3 separate regions of the Mus musculus genome follow, and regions 1 and 2 are each linked to region 3. Evidence: chromatin contacts called from public Hi-C and HiChIP or PLAC-seq data. All regions are on one chromosome and are shown on one strand. Each heading gives the region's core, a stretch centred on a gene start, on an enhancer-like site or on the middle of the called end of the contact. The rest is flanking DNA. Distances are from core to core; before and after follow the strand shown.

Evidence for each region. Hi-C and Micro-C count contacts between places; a contact is called where the count stands out from the background. HiChIP or PLAC-seq counts read pairs in DNA pulled down with a chosen protein or histone mark.
Region 1: a contact with region 3 is called in a Hi-C map of cortical neurons, with 3 times the contacts expected there. The contact joins the enhancer-like site here to the promoter of Klhl29 in region 3. A contact is called at or near these places in 1 of 39 promoter capture datasets (hippocampal neurons), 1 of 484 Hi-C or Micro-C datasets (cortical neurons) and 2 of 115 datasets of contacts at active chromatin or transcription factors (embryonic forebrain and forebrain).
Region 2: an H3K27ac HiChIP or PLAC-seq map of SST interneurons shows a contact between it and region 3, with 10 times the contacts expected there. The contact joins the enhancer-like site here to the promoter of Klhl29 in region 3. A contact is called at or near these places in 1 of 39 promoter capture datasets (hippocampal neurons) and 5 of 115 datasets of contacts at active chromatin or transcription factors (SST interneurons, embryonic forebrain, embryonic midbrain and 2 more).

Annotation. Positions count from the first base shown.
Region 1 is chr12:6,379,407-6,382,975 of GRCm38.p6, reverse strand. No RefSeq gene overlaps it. Among named protein-coding and RNA genes, the nearest start is that of Gm51970, 79 kb to the left of the region's middle. Within about 2 kb of position 1,940, at least 3 of the 459 cell types and tissues checked have an H3K27ac peak or open chromatin away from gene starts, as enhancers often do. A contact at or near this core is called in cortical neurons, where this site is marked.
Region 2 is chr12:7,028,511-7,032,040 of GRCm38.p6, reverse strand. No RefSeq gene overlaps it. Among named protein-coding and RNA genes, the nearest start is that of Gm32773, 270 kb to the left of the region's middle. Within about 2 kb of position 1,345, at least 3 of the 459 cell types and tissues checked have an H3K27ac peak or open chromatin away from gene starts, as enhancers often do. A contact at or near this core is called in SST interneurons, where this site is marked.
Region 3 is chr12:5,373,548-5,377,299 of GRCm38.p6, reverse strand. It overlaps Klhl29 (kelch-like 29), which reads left to right and starts at 1,618. Exons shown (of 14, transcript NM_001164493.1): 1 at 1,618-2,198. 2810032G03Rik (RIKEN cDNA 2810032G03 gene) reads right to left here and starts at 1,580. Exons shown (of 2, transcript NR_015579.2): 1 at 772-1,580.

The sequences.
Region 1 (3,569 bases), core at 691-3,190, 1.0 Mb before region 3:
TGCTTATTTTTCTTATTTCTATTTTTGCCCTTCCTATTCTTAAGGCTTACCAAAAAAAAAAAAAAAAAAAAAAAAAACCTTCTTATTTTTAGAGACCAAGTAGAAAGGTCTATTCTTCTATGAGTCATCCAGAAAACCTTGAAAAAAATCATGATGTTTATAAAGGTCAGGTTTTATTGTGTCATAGACAGAGAGCATGCTGAGTAAGGGGTAAGAGCAGAGATACCTAGCCCACCTCACCCTTCCAAAGTGATAAAATGAAAATGATTACCAAGCATCCTGAAAGAGAGGAAGTGGGAACTGGTGAGATGTCAGTTTTATCTAAGTGACAGAGACAACAGAATATAAACGCATATACACAGCAAGACCAAAGGGAGAGGTGGACAGAGTCTTGTCATGACCAGTGTTATCTAGTGGCATAAAAAGTTTTGATTGTGTTTCTAGAACAAGTAGGCACTGATTAGATTGTCTTGCATTGATTAATTCAGTTAGCAGGTAGGTCTTTAACAAAGAACAAAACCAAAGAGCCAACACAATACATTTTTGAGAAAAAAATGCCCTGTACTGTTGTATGAAAGAGAAGACTTTCTCGTGGCTGATGATTATAGAGCTATTATTTATGTAGGTGTGAACGAGAAAATTCCAAGTTTCCTCTATGGAGAATGGTGGACTGGACTGTGTAATGGTATAGCCATAGGCTTATGCTTGTGGGGGCAGAGTAGACTGAAATAAAGGAAAGAACCTCCCGCCACACACACCAAATCAATGCAGCAGAATCCATCCCAAAGGGCTGGGCTACAGATGGTCGAATACCAGAGCATATGTTCTGCAAGTACTTCCAAAAATCACCTATATCTTGGCACTTAAATACTTTGTAACAGAGAAAAATGTGCTGCTAATTTATATATTCAATATGTGTTCGTGTGTGTACATGCCCAACATTCACACATAGCCGAGGCTTTGCGAGCTGCGTCATCAACACTTAGCTTCTGGGTTTCCCTCTTCTGCTGCTGCTTCCTCTGTTTCTGATGTCTTCATACCCCCTTGTTTTTCTCATCTCCAACCCTTGGGGAAGTGTTCTTACAGCACGCTCTTATCCTTCTGAAATGCTCTAAGCTTCTTGGGAGTCTAATTGCTAATCCTTGTCATAGGTTTGAAGAAAGGTATTTCCCCTTGTTACAGAACTTAATGCATGGGTAAGCATGGAAGAAAAGGCTGTCTATTGACCTCACAGTACAGAGTTCATTGTATGGTTTCTATGTACATATATTCGTGTAAGTATGCTAGTGTGCACATAACTCATGAAAACCAGGATTTTTCAGTGAGGATCCCAAAGGTCTCCTTGCACACCACACCTTTGTCAGTTCCTTTATTCCTAGTGGCACCAGTAAGTGAGACAATGGCTGCCATTTCTCCATAACAAAGCAAAAAAAAAAAAATGACAAAGACTGCACCCCTGGTGGGAACTGCCAAAATCTTTGTGTTAAACAGCCCATTTTGGTTACAACATCTAATACTGGTATAACTCTATGGGCTTACACATTCATTCAGTCTTTATCTATTGTCAGAAGTCTATTCCCACCCCTCTCATCCACATGAGATAGAACAGCTCATATTTCCCAGTTTGATTTTCTTTTACGAAGTACTCCCAATAGTCACTGCTTCCTTTATGCTTGCATGTGTTGTGATTGGGGATAGTAGGCTGGAAGTTCAATGCTTGCTTCATTTTGTATTGACTGTGGCTGATTCTTGACAGGACATCTGTAAAGCACAGCGATTCTCAGGTCCTCCTCACACAAGCACTCAGCTCACAGTACAGAGAACCACACGTTCCTATTTCTCTGAAAAGAGCTGAAACTCTGCCCATCCCCACACAGATGCATTTGTGCACATAAATACGCTCCATGGATACAAATACAGTCCTCACATAGATTTATGCATGTGTTTTATAAACAGCTAAACCTTGCTAATTCACAAGCCTCTTTGGCTGGCGGATTACTGGTGTGTACAGATCAGAAGTAAAACAAATGCTTACAAAATCATGGCTACCCCATTGCCAAACACAGTCTGTTCTTTTGCTCAAAGTTATAGTTTTGCCTTAATTTATGATAATCCTACCCACGCTCAAGTTAATGTACTGCTGTTTCATAAATGGAGTGCTATGATTTCATTTTGATGGGAGGTGGGGTACTTTCATGGTTTCTACAAGGCTTTAACAATAAAAAGTATAGTTCTTCCATACATCAATGTAAAAATTGTTGAGGTTCCTCAGTTTTCATATTCATGGTGTATGTAAACAGTTACCTATACTTGCAATGGAATCAAGTTGAGCAAGAAGTTTCATTTGCCTTAATATGTGATACCTTGTCTCAATTTGAAAGAACTCAGGCAGGAGAAGGAAGGGAAGAGCACTAACCGGCTTCACTGTCTTCACTGAATAAAGAATACATTTCTTATACTCACCATATTTTACTCTACTTTATTCTGTCTTTCATCTCATGTTGGACTTTCATCTCAAGACCCCTCTGGGTTAGTTGAACTCTTGTTGCTGTGATAAAATACTTCTTAAAAGCAATTTAATAGAGAAAGAGCTATTTTGGTTCGCAGGCACCAAGGTTTGCATTCCACCATAGGAGAGAATTATGATGGCAGATAGGGGAGGGTATGATGGTAACATCAGCGGGCTGGGTGCTGGTTTTTGACATTACATCCACACTCAAGAAGCAGAGCTGAAAAGGGAACTGGGGCAGTGCTACAAAACTGTGCACACACACACACACACACACACACACACACACACACACACACACCAGCAATGTTCTACCTCCTAAATTTTGAACAGCCTTCTGTTTACTAGGAACTGTTTACTAGGAACCAGCCCAAATATGAGAGCATCTAGGGAGAAGTACACATTCCAACCACTGTACACTCATTCAATCACTTTGTTGTTCTACCCTCTCCTGAGGCTGCTCTCTGGCGACTCCTCTCCTGAGACTCCTCTCCTGAGGCTCCTCTTCTGAGACTCTTCACCAGAACACCCGATCAAACTCTGCCAACGTTTCTCTCTATAATATGACATGCACAAATCTATTAAGTTAAAATCTTGGCAGAACTTTTTATCAGCTACTGTTTACTTCAATTCCCAATCATCCTTACAGAGACCTCAGTCCAAGACCATGTTATAGATGATTCACTTTGGTTGAGTCTCTGATTCTTCTCCATTGAGTACAAATCTGTATCAACTTTTCTTAGTCTAAATTTATTCCTTGTCAGAGAATAAGTCAGAATGTCTCTTTTCCATGAACAAAGTTTCTAATAGTTACTTAGTAGAGGCAGAAAAGTAACTGGAAAAAAAACTTTATTATATCTGAATCCCACCTAAATTATAAAATATTTAAATACTATATGGAGATATGATTTATATGTAGAATAGTACACAGATAATAAGTGTTCAATTTACTCTCCTTTTCAGAATTTAAATACATCCATGTTTTATCCATCTATCTTGAGAGACTGAATAATACTAACACAATAAAAGCTCCTTCATGACCCCCCACATGTTTATGACT
Region 2 (3,530 bases), core at 96-2,595, 1.7 Mb before region 3:
TTTCTCAGGCTTGGACACCTTAAGAGTTATTTAGCGTTGAGAGCTGCTCACAGAGGCTGGGCTACTCATTCCTTTGAACTAGTCTCTTAAAGAATACACTCTAAGATAGAATAATTCCTAGGTTATTCAAACATCTATGAGAATGTTTGAATATATCAAATTTTTAATTTTTTGTCCACACAAAATACTGTGCTTTGTAGCATACTAATTTTATGGTTGAGGAAATTGATGCTGATAGTGGTTGATTTTCTTAAACATATAATAATAGACAAGGGTAGAAGTCAAATCAAGTCTTATGATTAAGAGTTTAATATTATTTATGTTATCATCTGTAGTTACTTTTGATAAACTTCCCTGACACTCTCAGGTCATCCTATGGAGTGCTAATTACCCTATAGCTCTACAACCATTGCCAATCTCTTTGATTCTTTCAAGAAGATTAATGTTGGCACTATATTTTCCTATTTTAAAAGAATTTTAAGGATGGAGAGGTGACTCAGCTGTTAAGAGCACTTGCTGATATTTAAAAAGGACTACAATTTAGTTCATGGTAGTTCATGGAACAATCCACAATTTCTTGTAACTTCAACTCCAGGGGATCTGACCCCTTCTTTCAGCCTTTGTGGGCACTTACACATATGCACATATACAGAAGCATAAATAATATAAATTCAAAAATTAAGATACCTAGATTCAGGTTATCAAGGTGCACTTAGTAGAGCACCTCTCAATCTGAGGGCTGCATATCAGATATTCATATTACAATTCATAACAGTATCAAAATTACAGTTCTGTAGTAGCAACAAAAATAATTTTGTTTGGGGGGGCCCACAGAATGAGGTACTGAATAAAAGGTTTGCAGCGTTAAGAAGGTTGAGAACCACTGGCTCAGTATGTGCCACAAAGAACTGTATATGTGTGCCTTGCCTTCAGTCCCTCTTTCATTCTCCTAAGGAGCTCACAACATCTACCCATTTTTCACTTTTACTGCACCCCTTTCCAAGCCTTAGCTCAGATCTTGAGAAGGAAAAACTCCAGTGACAGTGACTCCTTGCCTTTATTTTTTGAGTGATTGAATGGCTGTTCAGGGTTCTGTGGGGATATGCATGAAAGCTTAATTATATTTCCTGCCTCGCCGAGTGAATGTTGCATAGAAAGATGGCTCTGCCTGTGGTGTAAAACATCAGAGGGCTCACATCACTTCCCCTGCATTTGCACAGGGCTGATAATCAGCTCTCCACACAAACAGGCAGTAAGATGAAGCCAGCTATCTGAATAGGTGTCCCTGTCCTGTTAGCATCTGTATCTGTCTTGACTTGATGCTCTCATAGCAAACTGAGAAGCAGGCTGAGCAAACTCAGCTTGCTTTCTGGTGGGGAAGGATTAAGGAAGCTGCCTGCAAGTACACAGTGCAGTCTTATCATTTTTCAAGAATTAGGAAAGATGCAGCTACTCCTAGGAGCAGTTTTGTAAGACAAGTATTAGTTGTGCTTTTAAATGCCCAGCCTTTAAGCACATTCCCATTTTTATTTTCAGACTGAAAACCCTTAATGTGCATGAAATGCTTCCTTAGTACAATGTTCATCCACTCCATGCACTGTGACAATCACTGGAGACAGAAATGAGCACACAAAAGTTGCTGTTATGTGAATATGCTGGAGTATTGCTTTTAGATAAAGCATAGATTTCAATGAGCAAATGTTCCTTGCTTGTGTTCTGAATATGAAGTAGAGAGTTTTCTTTCTTTCTTTTTTTTTTTTTTTTTTTTTTTAATTCTTCTGGTTCTCACCTCTGGTACTGATCAGGAGAGGCTAATGGATCAGTGGCTTTGAAAATAAATGAATTGTTTTATTAAAAATAAACTCCCTTTCATTTTAAAAACATTTACCAACCAGCAAACCTGTGCTGCATATATTAATCATGGCTGATACTATGCTAAATACAACAAAATGCCTTTCTTTTAAGAGTAGAAACACAGCTAATGAGATCCTCTAGAAGCCATTCAGAGGGCAGCGGGACCATCAGAAGCAGATCCACATTCAAATACTCATATGTGTATGCAATTTCCAGGTATCCCATAGGGGAAGAGTGGTACAGTGCACATGGAATCAAATTAAGAGGGGGCCAGAGAGCCCTCTGATCTGCCGCTACTTAAATTAGTGCAGCTCCTTCTATCACAGAAGCAACTGACATCATTTCTATTCAGTTGTATGCTCTCCAGCCTCCTTAATACAGCTTCAGGGATTAAATGTTTCCCAGTAGACAATGCAGGTGTCACTTCTGAGAAACGTGCACACTTTGTTAACACTAAAGGTGGCAGGCAATTCTGAAACTATAATTGGAGCTTTTCTTCTCCATTCCAGTTGCATGATTTCTCTTTCTCTTCAGTGACTTCCCTAACTTTATAAACGAATACAAAGGCTCAGCCTCATGCTGTAGCAAGGATATTTGCTTAATCCCTTTAGCCTTCTGTAAAGCAGGAGTAATACACTCTATCAACTTATCACTGTGTGTGTGTGTGTGTGTGTGTGTGTGTGTGTGCATAATACAAATAATACACACAGGAAGCCCAACCAAATGTATACTAAGATTTATTAAAGAAATAAATAATCCAACAGAACACAGAGTTGGTTATTCCTACTGCCTGTGTGCACATGAACATGGCCTCTCACCTTTAATTGAGATTCTAGGTTTATGGTGATTTATAGTTAAGAAAGCATGCTATATGCAATTCTAGAATTTGCGTTAACCAAATTCAAATTCTATGTGGTGTTAACTCATTTGTTTCTCATTAAGTTCTTTATTAACAGCCAAATCCCTTGATTATTACACTTCTGTGAACTTTCTTGTTAATCTTACTTACAAGTCACATAATGCCTGAATACATTTCTGTGAAATGTTGTGGAGATAAAAGAGCTGACAGTGACAGTAATTAACTTATAAATAAATAGTAAAAATGAGAGGCCATCCTGAATATTCTTAGTACAAGAGAAGCACAACTAAGTTCCTGGGATAGTGAGTGGCCAATTGGACATCTTTTGAGCTGAGGGCAGCCCCTTCCCCAATTTTAGAAGTTGTGACTTTTTGGCTAGTTAGCATGTGCAGTCTCTTCTTTGAGTTCTCAGTTTTAGCTAAAACACATATTTTATACTTTGATTTTTCCATATTTGGCCACTTAGCCATATGTTCTCCTGTCCCATTCCTCTGCAGTTTCCTTGCATATAGAAATTCTTTTTAGATAGAGCACAAAGCTAAAAGATCTCTCTTTCCACCATGGCTCTCTCTTTTCCCACCTCCCACCTCACCGTGGTAAGATCCTTGCACCGCAGCCTGCTGGAAACCCAATTGGTGCTCCACATGTCTGTGTTGAGTAAAGGTTCATTTGCTCACAGGATATTCATCTCCAATCTGTCAAATAAAAACTGTGAAAGTGCCATGTGATTGGCTGAGACAGTGCCACGAGAAAGTAGAATAAAAATCACACCAGCACAAGTGTGAAGTCTAGCATCCGACTGACAGGGTTGAAATAT
Region 3 (3,752 bases), core at 369-2,868:
TTCAGGTGTAGTTTGAGGACCTCTGGGGGCTGTTTTCCCCCAAACTGCCACCCTATCTCCCTCTGAGGAGCCTCTGTCACTGCCTTAATGTCACTGCCCTGGCTGTCCTGTCTTGGGGGTAGATTCCTTTGGGATGCAAACACTGTGCGTCCCTAACCCACCTTTCAAGCTTTTGAACACTAAAACTTCATCTGATTCTCCCCCCCCCCCAAATGCAGTTACTCTAACACCAACGGCCCATCTCCCCGCTGTCTTCTTCCCTCTTCACTGACAGTTCTCCTGCTACCCTCAGCAGATTATTATTATTTATTATTTATCAGCCATGACACTGTACTGTGCTTCCTACAAGATATTAAAGGATACACAACCCCTGCACTGAGTTTACAGCCAAAACAGCAGAGCTGTGGGTCTGACAATCACAGGAGGCCCCTGAGAGAAAAAAGTTCTCCCTCCTCCCTGGCAAAGACATGAGTGGAGCCTAGTAAAGCCTTCCCAGGACAGCCAGCCCAGATCAGCCTTAAAAAACAGCTATGTCCCTCCCCTATTACCCACCCACCCCCGCCCCCAGTTTGAAATAGGCCTCAGTATTTGTGTGGATGGGGTGGGGGAGGTATGGGTGAAGAGAAATGAAGAAGGAACCCACCGACTATAAACTTCAGACTTTAACCTTCAGACTTGCCTGAAAGATGGAGGGGAACTGAGCCACAGGCTTTCCCTCTGAATCTCAAAACAGGTGAGGGGTTCTGTGGGTCTGGGAATAAGAAAACTGACCTGCAGAGTTAGCAACCCAAGGAAGACAGGCACAGAAAAGAAGTGTGCTGGAGAGATGAAAAAGCTCACACCCACACCGGTAGCCACAGGTCTCCAGCCAAAGTTTCCTCTTAGTGTTCCAGTTAGGGTCTGCGTAGACAGCATGAAGAGAGGAAGACTCGGTCAGTGTGGATCTTGGGAGGGTTGGCTGCAGCTGGAGTGTCAAAGCAGGCCTGTGTGATCTGAGCAACCCAGGGAGGTCTGTGAAAACAGGAAAGTTCGCATATGCTCAGAAGTCAGGGCAGATGCAAGAAGACAGGACTGGCATGGCTCGCGGTGGTCTTTCAGAGATATGGACGTTCCCTACTCCTTCTCCAGGCTGGAGTGTCATAGGGAGGGCGGAAGCTGAAAGACGATTGGACTTTTCTTTCTCAAACTTTTCCACCAGTTTCCTCAGGTGTTGAGAGCAGCAGGGAAGCTCCCTTCAGTCCGTTTCCTTGAAGCCCGGGCTCTCTCGGAACCCGGAGGCCATGGCCCAGCAGCCCGGCCATGCGTCGTGAGTCTACCGGCGCGGCCACGGAGCCGGGCGAGCCGGGTATCTTTGCAGGGGGCGGGGGTGGCGGACCAACCACGGACACACCCGCTGGCATTGAGCCTGGGGCCCGGCGCGCGGCTGCAGGGGATCCCTGGGGCCCCGGGAGCCAAGCGCTGAGCCGGGCCGGGGGCGCCCCGCCTCCCCCACCCTCCGCCCCCGCCTACTCGGGCGTCTGTGATTGGCTCCGCCCGTCCCTGGCTGCGCGCCGAAGCCCGCCTCCCTCGCAGCTAAAGCAGACGGTACCCGGAGAGGAGCGAGCCAGAAGGGAGCATGGTCCCCGCGCCGCGGCCGCGCCAATCCCCGCGCCGCCGCCGCCGTCGCCGCTGTCCCTGCCACCGCCGATCTAGCAGCAGCTCTAACCCCGGCTCCGGCTACCCAGCGCACGTCCGCAGCCCAGGTCATTGGCGAGCCTAAGCTCAGCCCCCTCCCGGAGCCCGAGCCCGGAGCCCGGCGCCCGGAGCCAGCCCCAGCCCCGCGGCCGCCGCGGCTGCGGGGAGAGGGCGGGGGCGATGCTGCCGGAGCCGCCGCCGCTGCCGCCGCCTCGATGAGAGCCGCGCCGCACCGCGCATAGCCGCGCAGGCTGACAGGCAGAAAGACTGACTTCCCTCTCCCGGGCATCCTCCCTGGGCTGCCGGGAGGCGGCGGCGGAGGAGGAGGAGGAGGGAAAAGGGGAGAAGGCGGAGAGCAGGAACGAGAGGAGGTGGACCTGGATCCGTTTCTCCGGGCCAGGACTCGAGCGGCCCCAGCTACCGCTACCCGCCGGCGCCGTCCCCTATCCATCAACCCTCCTGCACCCATCCGCGACCCTGGGCTCTCTGCGCGTCGGGCCGGGGCTGGAGCGGCGCGGCCGCAGGTAAGAGCCGGATCAGGTTGGGGCTCTTGGGATGCCTAACGGGGCAGAGGGGAGGGAGTAAGGGTTCCCAGGGTCCTGGTAGCTTCTGGGCCAGGCAGGACTTGGGAGTGTGGCCCAGAGCCTGGAACGCTGGGCTCGGCTCTGGCAGTGGCGGCGGCTGGAGCTGGAGCCTCCCGCGTCTGAGCTCGCAAGCCTGCAGAAGCCCTTGCGCCTGCGCTGCTCCGGGGATGGAAAAAAGGGGGAAAAAAACTTCCTGCCCCCGGGTGTGTTATGCAGGGAATGCCTAGGGGAACTATCGCAGTGGTCGAAGGTGCTAGAAGCAAATACGACACCAGAGTCGGGTAGCGCTGGGCCGGGCCAAGCCGTGTGCGCCCCTCTCCTGGCCACCTCCCCCTGCGCGGCCCAGGGCCCCAGCAGTGCCGGGGGACCCAGAAAGCACTGGAAAGCTGGTCCCCAGGGCGGCCGTGTGCCCTGCGGGTTGGGGAGATGCGCGCCTGTGTGCCAAGGGAAGCTAGATGACGGGTTCTGCCACTCGCGTTCTTAGACCCAGCATTTGGGGACCGGGTTTCTTCACTGGATCCCAAGTAACTTTCGAGGTGGAAGAGCTTGAATATCATCTGAATGGAACCCACACAGACCGTGTTGTGACCTCCCCTACATTCCCTTGACACCTTGTGGTTTCCAGCGGGGGTTGGAGGTGGGAGGACAGCTTCAGGGATGCGAAGGGCGGGGAGGTGGTGGCGAGTGGAGAGGGGTTGTTTATGTGTGGGATAGTAGACCGGAGACACGTAGGTGGGAGTGTGGCCGCGCGCCCAGACTGCCACGGGCCATGCGGGCTGACCGCGGGCTCACGTCCGGGTCTTCGTGGCCTGGAGGCAGGAGGGTTATCTGTGGTCGCGCGCTGGTGCCCTCGCTGGGCAGTGTCGGCCCCAGGCCCTAGGGGAGAGAGGCGTGCTCGCTCCAGCCCAGATCTCGGAACCCGCAGCCCAGTTTCGTTCCGAGGCTGCTCCCGGGGCAGGTTCGGTGTGCGTCGCCTGGGGAAGGTGGAGACGCACTGCCTGCCTGCGGCTGTTCTCCCAGGAGCCGGCGACTGCAAAGCGCGAGTCTTGGATGCCTGGGTCCGCCTGCTGAGAAGCCCGTTCTCTCTCATCGCTGGCCTCTGGAACCGAAAGGCAGCAGCGGTCAGTTGACCGATCTCCCGCGGGTCCCCAGGGATGATGGTGGGTGAGAAGCATCCGGTCCTGGTACATGCGCGGCTCTGCGAAGCACATCGTTTCTCCCTATGGTGTTTGCGAGGCGGCGCGCCTGGGGCAAATCGTGAACGCAGATGTTTATGTAGCATTAGGCGAGACCTCTTCGCTGGAGGGACTAGACGTGGAGGATGCCTGGCTGCGGCTGCCGAGAAACTTCCACTCCTCAGTTCTGGGACATTCATGCTCCACCACTGCAGGCTCCAGCCCCTCATCAGCTAAGCGACGCTAGGATTTGGACTCCTCTTGCAGTGACAGATCTGTCCTGGTTACAGCTGTATTTATCCTCATTTCATTCTCTTTA